Linked DNA regions of Mus musculus: region 2 is linked to region 1. A link is a contact called in public promoter capture Hi-C data. All regions are on one chromosome and are shown on one strand. Each heading gives the region's core, a stretch centred on a gene start, on an enhancer-like site or on the middle of the called end of the contact. The rest is flanking DNA. Distances are from core to core; before and after follow the strand shown.

Region 1 (7,581 bases), core at 2,649-5,148:
GTTGGTAAGAAGCACTCAGAGAGAATTTCTGAGAACAGAGAGAGTGTTGGGGTGGAAAGGGAGGCTTAAATCTTCCTTCATTTGGGGAAGGGACTGGGAATCTGGCAGAAGATGGGGCGGGAGGAAGAGAAGGTGGCCCTGGAGGCAGTGCTGTGGCTTTTGTGAGTGTATCCCCTAAAGATTTGTGTGCCAAACACTTTACCTTCTATGTGTGCTACTGGGAGACAGTAGACTCTCAGAGGTCGAGTTCACTGGAACGTGATTTGGTTTTAGAAGGAGCTGCCCTCAGAAGGATTGATGTAGTTCTCTTGGGATCCTGATTAGTTTTTGCAGAAATGGACTAATGGATTGTTATACAGAAAGACTGTTACCATGTGCTTGGCTTTTTCTGTATATGGCTTTGTTATGCGGTAATACAGTTAAAAGGACTTTGGCCAGAAGCCAAACAGATGAGATTGCTTGATCTTTGGCTTTCAGCCTTCGAAATGTGAGATAAACAATGGCCCTTTCTTTATAAAGTATCCAGCCTTGGGTGTTTTATTTTTATAGCAATAAAATTAGACTAATATAAGCAATACTTGTGAGAAGGCGAGGGTGGTGGTGGTGGCGGCATCTGGGTGTTGCTGTGGGGAAAGAGGGCTCCTGTCTTACCTATGATTTGATAATTAGATGTGAAAGGGGATAGGGTCAGCTGAGAACTGGGGATGGAGACAGAGATATTAGGGGACATTTAAGTTGCAGTTACTGTGTAAGGAGGCAAAAGAAACTAACAGACTGACTAAAATGGTTGCGATATCCCGTGTCTTCATGGAAAGGAAGGGGCAGTCATTGCAGGACATAGAAAATTAGAAATTAGGGTATAAGAGAGTCCACGACTTTATTTCTTCAAACTTCTGGTTTTGAGGTATTGAAGGGCATCTAAGGCTTGGACAGTTGCGTTCCAGACCCTGGTAGTGGGGTCAGAGCTTGGGCCTAGCAGATACCTCCCAAAGACCCTGCTTAATGATAAAGAGGATTCAGACATTTTGATGGCTCCTGTGATGGGTCTATAGAGAGACCAGTGTCTTCCACTCTATGTCCGTATCAGATAACACAAGCAAAGCATTGTCCTAACCCCAAGGTTGCTCAGGCACAATCTCTAGGAACCAACTCAGAACTCTGTTTGCTAGCCTTGGCTTAGGTCAGTATCTCAGTTATGAAGTTTAGAGAAAACAGATGCTATAACAGGTGAAGGTAGGACCCAGAATCAGGTTTCCTACAGTGTCATGACTGGGTGTTGTCTGTTAACTCTGGGCATTGGTGGAGGGACGGTCATGCCCATGTACTATGTTAAAGTGTTAGTCATAGAAGGGGGGTGGGGACAGGAAATAATTCCTTAATGAAAGATGAAAGGGTAGGAATAAAACTGTGAGAGAAAGAATGAGAGACAAGTGGGAACCAAATGGAGACAGCAGACTCCCTTCTTTCTCTTCCACCTTTGAGGCTGTAGAATGGGTCAGGCAGGGCAATCACTTCTCTTCCTCATTCTGAGAGAGGTCAGAGACAGAGAGGCATGTTGGAAAACCAGTTCATCTTCTGGTAAGTCTTGGTCATTCGTGGAAATATCTGTTAGTATTGAAGAAGTGTCTAAGAATGAACTGGGGATGGTTGGGCAGGCTTTTTTTTTTCTCTTGTCTGGAGATATAAAAACCATGAAATGAATAAGGTTCTGGGAATTGACTTTTGGAAAGCTTCAGAGGGTGGGACATTTAGGGACAAGGACACTTGGGGAACTTGGCTAAACACTCTAGGAAATCATGCCATGGGTGTTCCATAGTGTCTTTAAATAATGCAGGGCTGCATCTGGGATGAGTTTGCAGCCTTTTGTATACTATGATTCTGAGAAGCCTGTGGATTTCTTGGATTTTTGACAAGTTCTGCCAAGAAATATCCCCGGGTCTGTCTAGTTTACCCCAAGGAAACAGAGATGCATGGTGGTGCCATATTAGACTAATCTCAGTCCTAAAGTCCAGAGGTACGCCACGTCTGGAAGAGCTCTTTCCCCCCAGGAACCACTTGCTTCTCATCCCATCCTCTAGCCATGAGCTTCATCCCCCTCCTCACCCTCCAAATTCACACACTGAGGTCATAACCCCCCATTACCTCAGAGCATGACTGCTTTTGGAGGTAGGTCTTTGAACAGGTCATTAAGAAAAAAAATGAGGTAGGATGGTCCCCTAGTTCAGCCTCACTGATGTCTAAAGGAAGCAATCAGGACACAGACAAGCACAGGGAAGACGGCATGAAGGACGGGAGGGCAAGCCAAGGAGTGCGGTCTCAGAAGAAGGCCACGGCATCTCCACGCGTGGGAGCTCACCCTTGCAGAGGTGTCGGGAAATTAACTCCTGTCATCAAAGTCAGTCAGTCTGTGGCACTTTGTAAGGACAGCCTGAGAAAATGAGGGCACCTCATTTAGGAACAGTTTTATTAGCTGGATGTGGGGCTAGTTTAGCAACTGTCTCTTCGTGGAGATCACAGAGTAAGATACGGGGCCTAGAAAGGCTGGAGAGAGCTGTATGTGGAAGGGGACAGTGCCTTCCCTCTTCTACCCGATGGCCCCTTCCTGTGCCCATTCTCAGCCAGCTCCTGGAATGCCCTAGAAGCGGACACTGGAGGGTCAGGGTTATAAACATCCATCAATTTCTGTGGTTTCAGAACCAGGATGCTTGCACAGGGTGGCAAACACAGAGACCATGCGTTTCGCAAAAGAGAAAAATCATATTTGAAGGCAGCTGAGCTGAGCATGGAAGGGGAGAAGCACAGTTAGATCCACTTCCTGGAGGGTGGGGTCTGGTGAGGATTTATGAGATAGGGAAGGGTGGCTGAGAGGACCATAATCGGTCCTCATGGCTCTTCGTGGGATGCATGTTCAGGACAGGTCAGTGTTAGAATGTTCTGAGGGCAGAAGTTTTGGTCTTCTGATGCCAAAAGGTCACCCACTAGTTACCTGCTCAGGTCCAGATGAGTCAATTTCAACAAAAGGCCATCAAGTTTCGGAGAAGCAAGCCAGACAACTGTTATCATCAAAGCCCACATGTTAGAGGTTTATGGCAGAGAGTGGAAGGCCAGGGCCCTGTCCACTGGGTGGCTTCTCACATGAGTGAGTTTTAAAAGTCAACCAGAAGTGGAGCTAGGAGGACGGTTCAGTGGGTAAAGTGCTTGCTAGGTGTGCATGGCCACCTGCAGCCATGCAATGGTGCTTATCTGTAACCCCAGCACTGGGGCAAGAGTCTAGAATATCCCTCTGACTTGCTGGCCTGCTGCGCTAGGTGACCTAGCGTGTTCCAGGTTCACTGTGAGGTCCTCTCTCATGAAATGAGGTGGAGAGCAATTAAGAAAGACACTAGATGTCAAACTCTGTCACACACACACACACACACACACACACACACACACGACTAAAATAAAACAAAAGTCTGATAAAAGCAAGTTATTAAAAGCAGATAAAGCTAGATTGACTATGTCTGTCTGTCTGTCTGTATGTCAGGTTTTGTGGTGGTGGTGGTAGGACCAAGCTGGTGGCTCATTTAGGATTAGCAGCTGCCCTATTATCAAAGTCCTTACATTTTGGACCCCTTTAAAAATATATGGAGTAGAGAGAAGGGGAGGGGGAGGGGAGAGAGAGGGAGGGATGGAGGAAGGAGAGAGAGAGAGAGAGAGAGATCCACCGCAAAATATGGCTTGTGGGACCGCTCAAAGCCGCAGAGGCTTACAATAGAGCTCAGGAATCTTGCCCTTTTTTCCAGTCCCACAGGCACACGTGGTCTCCGGAAGAGCCTATGGGGTGTGCGTGAATGAGTCCCGTAAGAATAGAAGTTTCAGGGCTGGGCTAGGAATGAGAATGAGAAGCCTGAGCCAAGGAACAGACACAGGAGCCAAGTGGCAAGGCAGTTCTGAGCCTTGTCACTGTGGCTGGCTACTAGCCAATCTGGAGGAGCCTCGTCCTGTCTGAGTAACTGAGCTTCCTCGGGAGGGAGGAAACAGTTAATGTCTCAGGGCAGCTGCAATCTGCTAGGCGTGGCTCTCTGGTTTGACTTGGGCTACTCAGATCCTGAGCCAAGGGACCGCGAGGAAGGACGCCTTAGTCCTTAGTCCGCAGAGCCTCCACCAGATGGCTGAATTGGATCTGATTGCCCCGGGGCCTCTGACCGGGGTCACTGCTCACCCTTTGGCCCCTCTCGGCCCAGACCCTGTGTCAGCTATCCCAGCAGAAAAAGAAGATGCGGACCCTCTCAGCAAGTCAGGTGAGGAAACCCAGGAGCAGGGTCATGACCCCGCAGAGGTCGGGGCTCCTGGTGAAGAGGATCAGATCTTGTGTGACTTCTGTCTTGGGGCCAGCAGAGTAAGGGCAGTGAAATCCTGTCTGACCTGCATGGTGAACTACTGTGAGGAGCACCTGCGGCCACACCAGGAGAACAGCAAACTGCACAGCCACCAGCTAACCGAACCCGCAAAGGACCAGGATCTACGCACCTGCCCTGCCCACCACAGCCCTTTGGTTTCCTTCTGCCACACGCACCAGCAGTGTATCTGCCAGGAATGCGGGGAGGGTGAACACAGAGGCGACAGTACTGTCTCCCTGGATGCAGCCCGCAGGAACAAAGAGGTGAGTAGTGGGGTCTGTCGCCTGGGAGGGACCAGTGGGAGGAGGTGTCCCCAGGGAGAGGTCACACATGCTGCATTTGTGGCTCTGTTGATGCCAGTTTGTTCCGAGTCAACAGAGGAGAACTTTAGCGGTAGTGCCTGGGTGTTGGTTCGCTGTAAGTATCTATAGCCGCTGGCTTTGGAAACAAAAGTGGGTCACTGTCCCCATCTCAGTGTCCCTGTTGCTGTGCGGTCTCTATTGTCTCTGCCAGGCATAGGAATTTCCTGCTGTTTCTAGTTAGAGTTTAGTAATGTGCATTTGGGTGTGTGCTGTAGAAGGTTAGCCTCAGGAGTGTGGTATTTCCCTCTGGCAGGATCTGTGAGGCATATATCAACCCATGAAAACCTTGGCAGAAGTCCAAGGGAAAAGAAGAAACCTCAGACTTCATTTCTCCTTTTCTTCCTTCCTCTCTTTCTTAACTTCTTTCTTTCTTTCTTTCTTTCTTTCTTTCTTTCTTTCTTTCTTTCTTTCTTTCTTTCTTTCTTTCTTCCTTCCTTCCTTCCTTCCTTCCTTCCTTCCTTCCTTCCTTTCTTTTTTTTTGAATCGCAAAACCACAAAAGAAGCTAACACAAAATGCTGCATTCAAGTAAAACAAAACAAAACAAAACAAAAACTGCCAAGATAACAGAATTTGAAACGCACACGGAAGTTAATGCCAAGGGCGACTTAACTTACTGGAGAATAAAGGTTCCTTACGGGATAGGCTGGCAGGAGCACCTGAGAAACACTGTGCTCGAAGTCTGAAATTTTACTTTTATCAGATAAAAAAGTCATTTCTGAAGCACTGCTTGCCTTTATCTGGAAGCCAAGATCCTGGATGAGACATTGGGGGTGGACCCCCGCAGCTTTCCCACTTTGAGTTTCTCCCACTTTGAGTTTCCCCAGTAGGAAGTAAGGTTGACTCCGCCCACACACAGGTCCTGGTTCACGCTCAAGGCAGTTCCCTCTTTGCACTGTTGGTTGGCACACCCAGAGCCTTTCTGTGGCATGTGTTCCTGGGCAGTAAAGGAAAGTGGTATCTGGGCAAGGAACTTTCCTAACCAGGGTATTTCTTTTGTTCCTGTACCAGAGGTAGACTCTCTCTAGTCCTGGATGGGTGTAGTTCTGCAGAGTTCGACACTCCAGATGCTAATGAGTCACCATTTCCGGCCCAGGAAGCCACTTGTCAACTGTTTCCAGTGTTTCTAGTATCAAGGGATGTCCTATACGGAAAGTATGGCAATCAACAAATACATCAAAGGAAAGGGACCCACCCAACTTGAAAATATTTTTTGGTGTGGATTTTCCCATCTGATATTTCAGTAATTATTAGGTGAGGGCTCTGAAGGTCTCTGTTGTACTTGTTCAAAGTTACGCAGTTGATGAGCGAGGCATGGAAGCTTCTGGAACACCATCTTATTAGAGAAAAATGAAGGAAGACCCTCAAATTGCAACATTGTAACTTTAATATTTATTCATTTGTTTTGTATGTGGGTGTGTGTGCATGAGGATGCATGTATGTGAACATGTGTGTTGAGGCAGAGGTTAACCTCAGGCAGGGAGTCTCCTCAGGAGTTGTCAAATTAAAAAAAAAAGCTCACTATTCTCAAAAATATCCTATAGGTATGCAATGAAATATGATTACATGTATTCGCATATAATTATATTTTCTCCCCCAACTCTTCCATATCCCCCCAATATGTCCTCTCTCAGCTCAATGTCTCCTCCTCCTCCTTCTTTTTAAATATAGCTGAATAAGTCTAGTTAATGCCTCTTTGAGCATGGGAGTGGGGCATCCACGGGAGCACGGGAACCCTGCCAGACCATATCCTCAAAGAAGAGTGTTTCTCTCTCCCTTAGGAAGTCTCAACTGCCAGTAGCTCCTTGGTTTGCTTGAGATGGAACAGGCTTTCTCATTTGGACTGAAGCTAACCAAATAGGCTGGTCTGACTGGCCAGAAAGACCCAGGGATCGACCTGTCCCTGCCTCCCCAGCACTGGGCTATCAGCACCTAATACTATGCCTAAATGTTTTGTAATCTGAACATATTTTAGATTTGTTTTATGTGTATATTTTGCCTACATATATGTATGGGCACCACCTGTGTGCCTGGTACCTGTGGAAATCAGAAGGAGGGGGTGTCAGTTCCCATGGAACTGGAATTATGAACTGATGTGAGCTGTCATGTGGCTGTGCTAAGAACCAAACCCAGGTCCTCTGCAAGAGCAGCAAGTGTTCTTAATGGCTGAACCATCTCTCCAGCCCCCAGCTTTAAAAAGATTAATTTATTTTATTTTATGCATATGGATGCTTTGTCTGTATGTATGTTTGTGCACCATTTGCATGCCAGGTACCAGAAGTACAGACCGTTGTGAGCCACCCTGTGGGCGCTGGGAATTAAACCCCAGTCCTCTGGATCATAGCCAGAGCTCTTAGTGGCTGAGCCATCACTTTGGCACCTCCAGTTTTTTAAGATGTGAGTTCTGATTATTGAATTTAGTTCCTCATGCTTGTTCAGCAAGCATTTCACCAACTGAGCTATTGCCCCAGACCTAAACAACAACAAAACCATCACACACACACACACACACACAAAATCTGGTATATATACATTAAAGACATTTGGCCTCAGCACGTTACTATTCTCTTGGATATAGTGTCTGAATTTTACTATTTTCTACTTAGAAAGTCTGTGCAGGAGAACATTAAAGAAAAAAACCTATCAAATAATGTAACAGAGTAGAGAAGAAGTTCTCCACCCTGATTCTAGATCCCACATCCTTTCCCTCTGATCAGAACATCTGTTTGGTTTCTTCAGAAATGCTCTGTGCCAACACAGATGCAATATAAAGTGAAGTATAGGCCACCTCATGTACCATGGAGACTTGGGCGATAGCACTTTGGGTAGGAGGAGCAGT
Region 2 (7,581 bases), core at 1,355-3,854, 1.3 Mb after region 1:
CTTGGAAATACAAGGCCATTATCTGAAAGTAGAGGTAAGCCAATTTGGCACTGAAGTCATATCTTCAAATCGCAATTATGACACGCTTACTTTCAAGTGAATGGATATATGTTTGCCTTGGAACCACCCTGGAAATTCGTTCTAGATTAGATGGGTCAATCTGAAACTGTACAGAATGGCTGTAACAACACTGTGAGGGGTGGGGAGAGACACAGCTTGGAAACTGTATTTATAAGTGACTTGGTTTTGTCAAAGTGTGTCAAGTGTCCATGAACAAATACATAGAAAATAAAAGCAATTTCTGGCCTAAGTAAGCACATGAAAATACACTTTAAGATCCACAGGACTTTCAACAGATATATTAAAATCTGAAGAGATAATCAGAACACCTATACTCATCATTAACACTGGACTGCGACTGCAGGGCTTTGTAAATCAACTAAGGAGACTTAAAGTTCCTGAACCATATTTAATGGAAATGAGAAAAACTTAAACTTTTATGAGCCAACTCAGAAGTAACTGCTAGTTACTAAACAACCTTAATGATCCCTCTGCCGACTCTTCCCATCAAACTTCTTAGAGGGATCTTTCATATATTTACATATGAGCAGGTTTTTCTGAAGATATGCTCAATTTCAGAAAATAAGCTATTAGTTCCCACTGTTTTACAGCTCCAGAGGCTGATCCTAGAACAGAGGGGTGGGGGGGTGCATATGCAACCTGTCTCCTAGCATGATGAGACTTAAGAGTCAAAACAGAATTGTCCTAGAAGAAGCTGAAATACTGCCGGGCAGTGGTGGCACACGCCTTTAATCCCCGCACTAGGGAGGCAGAGGCAGGCAGATTTCTGAGTTCAAGGCCAGCCTGGTCTACAAAGTGAGTTCCAGGACTGCCAGGGCTACACAGAGAAACCAACCCTGTCTCGAACCCCCCCCCCCAAAAAAAAGAAGCTGAAATACCAAACAGAAAAGTAGAAAGAAAGGTTGCCCTGAGGAATCTGTATACAAAGAAGAAGCGTCCGTACAGACAGATAGTCCAGCACTGAGATGAGCCCTCTAAGAATGAGTACCGAGTGTCTGCATCGAGGAATACTCACAATCAGCGATTACAGAAAGTAACAAAGAAGTGAGTCAAGAAAGACTCACAACAGACACACACACACACACACACACACACACACGAAGAACCCCATAAACTTTTTATTTTAGAAAATGACAGTCATATGAAAAGAGGTGTCCAAGGAGGCTCTATCACTCAACGCACAGCTTTGACAATTACCAAGTACTGCCCAACTTTGTCTCTTCTACCCACCCTTCCACTTCCTGCCCTGGTTTATGAGCCAGAAGGTACCTTTGAGATCACCTAGCTCAGTTACCTTATTATAGACGCGTAAATGTTTCATTAAAGAAAGTCAAATGATCTGCACTGGGATCATACAAACGCACGGGAGAAAAGAGCTCTACAGAAGCACAGTGATCACCACAGTCAGCCAGACACAGTGGGCAGTGTGTAAGTGACAGGGAGGCCTACAGGATGGTTCTGGGCTGTGAGAAGGTACACAATGGCTTCCACTATCTTGTCTGTACTATAGATCACTTTGCCACCATCCATGGATACTAGTCACAAAACCAACCTCCTCTTTAAAATTTCTACCAGCACAATCTCATTCATTCACAAATGACTGAGCATCACCAATGCACATAGGCATTGCTCTGGGCATGAGGGATACAGTGGTGAACCAGGGAGACAGACTATCTTTACTTTCACAAAGTGTTTCTCTTACTGGGAGGAACACACTAAATTGTTGCACATCTGTACTGCAGGTGTGAACAATTACACCGTGTGTTATTCATGATAAATTAATATGATATAAGAAAAGAAGGATAAAGACTCCTATTTTAGTTAGAGTGCTAAGGTTGGCCTCCCTGAAAAGGTAAAATATAGGAGCTTTTCAAGAGTTTGTGATAAACACACATCTGTCAAAAGTCCTTCTGATGGAAGGAGCCATACTGATGGTACAGCGCTGGCTCAATGGGATTCAGTTGGCAGTTATCATTATCATGGTGATTAAGGTAACACTTTAAGCTGGAAGACAGCTCCTTAACGGGGGGGGGGGGGGGGGGGAGGTGCGCTTCTTGTCATTAAAAGGCGGTGGCCAGGAACCGCGGCTCTCATGTGCCAGGCTTGTGGAGCCCCATGGTTTATCCTGTCCCTCCATCTTGCACTGTCTGAAACTCCAAAGAGCACGGGATATCAAGCCTTAGGGACCACCTGGCCTACGGTGCAAAGCTGGTCCACAATACTTGGCCTCGTCCCTTCAGGTGACCCTAAAGGTCACCTCCCTGCCAAGTGACAAGCCAAGGGCTTCCAAGGTTGCAGGCGGCCGGCAACACGGTACCGCACATGGCAAAAAAGAAAACAATTCGTCCACGATCATTCCCAACCGGGTACAATACCTGTGAGGAGGCGCGAGGAAATGGTGTGCGGGGACGCGGCCATAACGTACTGGTGCAGCAGTCCCCAGGACCCCAGGACGCCTCTCACCTCACCGGCTCCTGGGCGCCGCCATCTTGCTAGCCCGCCCTCTGAGTGAGGCGGGACTTCCTCTTGTCACTTCCGGCTCCCAGCGCTCTCTGAAAGCTAGGCTAGCGGAGCTTATAAAGATCGGATGGTAGAGCTTTCGCTTTCCCCTCAGACGCTCCAGATGTAGACTAGGTGAGCTCTCTGCCCGGGAGGGACAGATCGTCGGAGCCCGCGGGCGGAAGGCGAGTCGTGGCGGGGTTAGGGCTCTGGAGTCCGGCCCGGCCCGGCAGTCCCCTGAGCTTGAAAGAATTGAATGCCTCCTCAGTTGTCACCCAGGCTGATCTTGCGCAGGCTGTTGGCTTCTCGTGGAGTTTGGTAAGTAAAAAAACGAGGAAGAAAGAAACTCATTAAAAGAGCAAAACATGACTTACAAGGGCAGTTTGTGTTTGCTTTCAGCGATGAGGTGAGATCTCTGTGGTTCACCTCAGGTGCTGATCAGGGGCCACTGAGACAGGAGTTTGTGTAAGAGCACGCACTGTGTCTCTGCAGCAAGAACTGGTCATGGTGAGCGTCATCCCGATAGGGATAAGGTAGAAAGCGCTATGGAATGAGGTTAGCATTTCTGTGAAGTAGGCTAAAGAAAGGCTTTGAAGAGCCAACTTGCTGCTCAGTAGAAGGAACTGTGAGAGTTTTCCAGTTTACCAGGAAGACAGAGCAGAGAATGGGATTTTCTGAGGCCCATCACAGTTCATCACTGTGGACCTAGGATAATGGTTGTCCCCATCAAATTAATCTTAGACTAAGGAAGAAGAGGATGGATTTCTGGTGAATAACTGAAAAGTTAACAACTGTTCAATCCACTGTTTTTCGAGCACTTTGAAATGCTGTGTTAAGTGAAATATTACAAAGTACAAACCTTAAATCAACAAATGAAAAGCACAATTTGGGATCTAATCACACCAACAGTGAGTGCTGCTTAGGGGAGGCCTTCTGCTTTACAGCTATCTTGGTTAATTAGACCCACTGTTCCTGGAACTCTGATCATCATAAATAAGTTAGCCCTTTACAAACTAGATCTCAGATACCTAACTCAATGGTTACATGGTATGGAACCTGAGGGCTAGAGAGATTGCGTGATTCAAACTGTAGATTGTATAGCAGTCTACTGTACTTCCTATCTCTTTATAGTTGTCTCTTAAAATTTGTGTTATAAAACCAAAAAGTGATAGGACTGTACACCTATAAGATGGCTATAAACAAAATTAATCAATAGCAGGAGTTAACAAGTTAGTGAAGAAGTAGGAATCCTGATACATTGTTTATAGGAATATAAAATATTGTAGCCACTTTGGAAAAGCAGTTTAGGTGTTCCTCAATAAGTTAAACACAGCGCTACCTCCTGACCCAGCTGTGCCTTTCCCAGGTATATTCCCAAGACAAATGACAGCATTCATTCACTCATAATATCCCAAAGTGGATATAACTCAAGTTATACATCAACTGATATTCTGTGACATATCCACATACTGGCCTATTTGCCATGAAATGAAAATAAAGTGCAAATACATACTACAACCATGAAAACAATACTAAGTTGAAGAAATCAATCACAAAAGGCCATGTATTAGATAGTTTCCATGTGTATGAAAATTCCAGAATTCTTAAGTCATTAAAGAGAGGCAGTAGGTAAGTAATTACCTGGTGCTAGTGGGAGGAGTAGAGAGAAAAGAGGAATGTCGCTGGTGGGTACAGGGCTCATTTAGATAGAGAGAAAATGAAAATAGTCCTAAATTGATTGTGGGGTGGTTATACAACTTTCAATATACTTAAAACCTTAGTGTAGACAGTTGATACCAATTTTGTAGATGTAAAATTTTATGAAGATAGTTGTATATAAGTATCTTCATATATTTCATACATGAATACATTATGGAGATAATAGGTGTTATTTTCATAGAAATTGTCTAAAGACTGTCCAACTCTGTCTTAGTTAGAGGTTCCCTTGCTGTGAAGAAGTACCACGACCACAGCAACACTTACAAGGGAAAGCATTTAACGGAGGGTGGCTGACATACAGTTCAGAGGTTTAGTTCATATCATCATGGAGGGAAGCATAGTGCCATTCAGGCAGGCATGGTGCTGGAGAGCCGAGAGTTCTACATCAGCATGTGAAGGCAGCAGGAAAAGACTGGGCCTGGCTTGAGCACCTGAGACCTGAAAGCCCACCCCTTAGTGACACACTTCCTCCAACAAGGCCACACCTCCTAATAGGACCATTCCCTATGGGCCTATGTGGGTCTTTTTTTTTTTTTTTTTCAAACCACCACAGACTCCCTCAGTTTTCATTATTCATCATGCCAGCTTCTCACTGATTACAAGTTCCCCAGCCTCTGCTTCGTATTCCTTGGCATCAGCATACTTCCTCTCTGGGAAAAAAAAAATCTTACTTACAATAGGGATAAATAAAAAGAAATATTTTAATGGTCGTGAGTTGGGGTCCTTCCTTTGTTCCTTGCTACTGAGGGTTTAAATGAAGCAGGCACTTCTAAGCTCTACCTCCAGCCCCATGCTGATTCTTTGCATGATGAGAAAACTTCAAGAGGACTCAACTACTGCTAGGGAGTAACATCTTTAAACTGTGCTTCCAGCAGATGGGAAGCAGGGAGGAAGAGAAACTAGCCCCTTCTCCTTCTGCCACTCTTGCTACATTGTGGCCCTCATGGGCAGAGCCATGCTGAGCACCTGTAACAATGTGGTTGGCCCATCCCCAGCTCTAGGCACAGTTTGGCATGCATGGCAGCTTTGTAAATTACTGATGGGAATTCTTAGAGTAGATGCTCTACTCTTAAATGATTGGAATTTACAGCCTCATGGGAACTTGACCACCCAGCTCAGCTCCTCAGAGTTCCCCCTTGTTCCTCTAAGGTGACTGATCACATCAGAGTGGGATCATTCTCTGAGATCATTCCAGATAGGCACCTCAATTATAGTCTGCCAGCACCCTTTCCCATCCTTACTTTCCAGGGCTCAGCTCCACCCATGAGTCTTGGGATACTAAAAGTGAAGGTTACAATTATTTAGAATGGGAGAGTGGCAGGAAAGTGCACTGGGTAAGCTCTCTTTGCCACCTTTGTAATAAATAGACACTGATTATAGCGAGGGATAAAGAATTCCCAATACCAAAGAGGAATCAGAGTTGCTTTAAAATACCATAATGTCATCCACCCTCATCTCTCACTTCGTTTTCCAGAGTTTTTGGACAGTGACGTAGGATGGCTGTGTTGCCCAGACAAGAGAAGAAAAAGAAGAACCTGTTGCTTAAGTTCTGGAGACATTTTTGTTGCTGTTGTTTACTGAGCATGTGAAGGGAGGTCTTTCTGCCTTGCCTGTTTTATTTTCAGGAAGCAGGGTTGGGAATGAACCCTGGCGCTGAGACAGCCATCCTGAAGCTAGAACAAGCCGGAAGAACAAATAAACCCCAGTTTCTTGTATCCTGGCTGATGTATTTAGTGAATGGCCTAGGGGGCTGAACAACCTGCATTAAAGCTTGCTGCAGATACATGAGACAGAGTCAACTGAGCTTGGGGCAGCTCTCCAAGACGGATGCTGTGCCCAATTTAAAAAGACAAAGTCAAATAGGATGAGGTTTGGGTTTGAACTTTTGTTTTTTTTTTCAGATGACCTCAGTATGTAGCCTACGACTTTTTTTAAACTGGTGTTTCTCCTGCCTGGGCCCTCTGAATACTAGAAATGCAGGTATGCACCATGGGGTTGAGGTGTTAACCATTTCTAAAATAAAATAAACCTGTAAGGCTTTAAGTAACACTAAAAATAAAAATAAAAGGGCATTTTGTACAGCTTTGTTTCATGTTTCTTATTTACTGTGCACCCACCTCCTTTGGTGATGTCAGAATGTCTGGTTTACCACATCAGGAAGGCATCCCTCTCCTCACTTGGCCCTTTTCACAGTATTGGAGCCTAGTGATGGTAAAATGTTCTGAGCATAGGAAAAAAAAGCATAAATAAAAAAAAACAACCTATGCTTGAGAAAAATAATAACCTTACGAACCCTGTTAAAGACTGAGGGTTTTTGGTTGTGGTGGTGGTGGTGATGGGTGTTGTTGTTGTTGTTTAACTATGGGGAAATGGTTATGTATTCTCATAAGTGAACCATCAGTATTAAATACTATACAAGTTCAAAGTACAAGATGTGGGGAAGACAGTTTAGCAGGCAAAATCCCAGTTAGGTGACTTCCAGGACAGTAATCTTTAATAAATGACTAAGAATGTGTGGACCTTCTTATATCTTTTCTGGAACCAGCTACAACTTCTTGTCAGTGAGCCTCTTTTTCCTCTGCATTTATACCTTTAACCTTTAGACCAACAAGAAACAAAATTTACTTTGTTTTTATTGTATTCTTTTAATTTGGGATGTGTGTGTGTGTGTGTGTGTGTGTGTGTGTGTGTGTGCGTGGCCCCCTCCTGTGAGCCATGACATGTGTATGAGGATCAGAGGACAACTTTCAGGAGTTGGTCCTCTCCTCCTCCCATGGGTTCACTCCAGGAGTTGAGATCAGCTTCTCAGGCTTGCAGATATGCATTTGACCAGCTGAGCCATCTGCCATACCAGGTCTATTTGTTAAGACAGTGTGTCCCATATTTGCAAAACAGTGTCCTTTAGCACCCACTGTGCTGCTACATAACACTTGCTCATGTTGGTCTTGTTTCTTTTTCTCAAGAACTTTTGATAGATACATTGTATCGACATTTCAGATGAGTCACCCATTTTTTTTCAAATTCACTTTATAAAAAAAAAAAAAGCCACAACTAGAATTTAAGCCTGTCTGATACCAATGTACATGTTTTCAATTCTGCTGCATGTCCCGTATTTTATGTATTATACAGTCTCTATTATCTAGATTTTTTCTTCATTCTACTCTAGAGGTTTTTTTTATTTCATCAAACCAATGCCTTAAAATTTTGCTTGATTTTTTTTTAAGTTTTTTCACTTGTATTCAATTTCCTTTGACCCAGTTTTGTATATGTATAGGACAGGAT

The links. Promoter capture Hi-C pulls out the DNA fragments that hold promoters and counts their contacts.
Region 2: a promoter capture Hi-C map of hippocampal neurons shows a contact between it and region 1, with 2.0 times the contacts expected there. The contact joins the promoter of 2810001G20Rik here to the promoter of Trim16 in region 1. A contact is called at or near these places in 2 of 39 promoter capture datasets (hippocampal neurons and pre-B cells) and 1 of 115 datasets of contacts at active chromatin or transcription factors (large pre-B cells).

Annotation. Positions count from the first base shown.
Region 1 is chr11:62,816,355-62,823,935 of GRCm38.p6, forward strand. Trim16 (tripartite motif-containing 16) reads left to right here and starts at 3,899. Exons shown (of 6, transcript NM_053169.2): 1 at 3,899-4,645. The coding sequence starts at 4,151.
Region 2 is chr11:64,076,880-64,084,460 of GRCm38.p6, forward strand. 2810001G20Rik (RIKEN cDNA 2810001G20 gene) reads left to right here and starts at 2,605. Exons shown (of 2, transcript NR_033780.1): 1 at 2,605-2,898; 2 at 5,774-6,380. Cox10 (heme A:farnesyltransferase cytochrome c oxidase assembly factor 10) reads right to left here and starts at 2,593. Exons shown (of 7, transcript NM_178379.3): 1 at 2,457-2,593. The coding sequence starts at 2,499.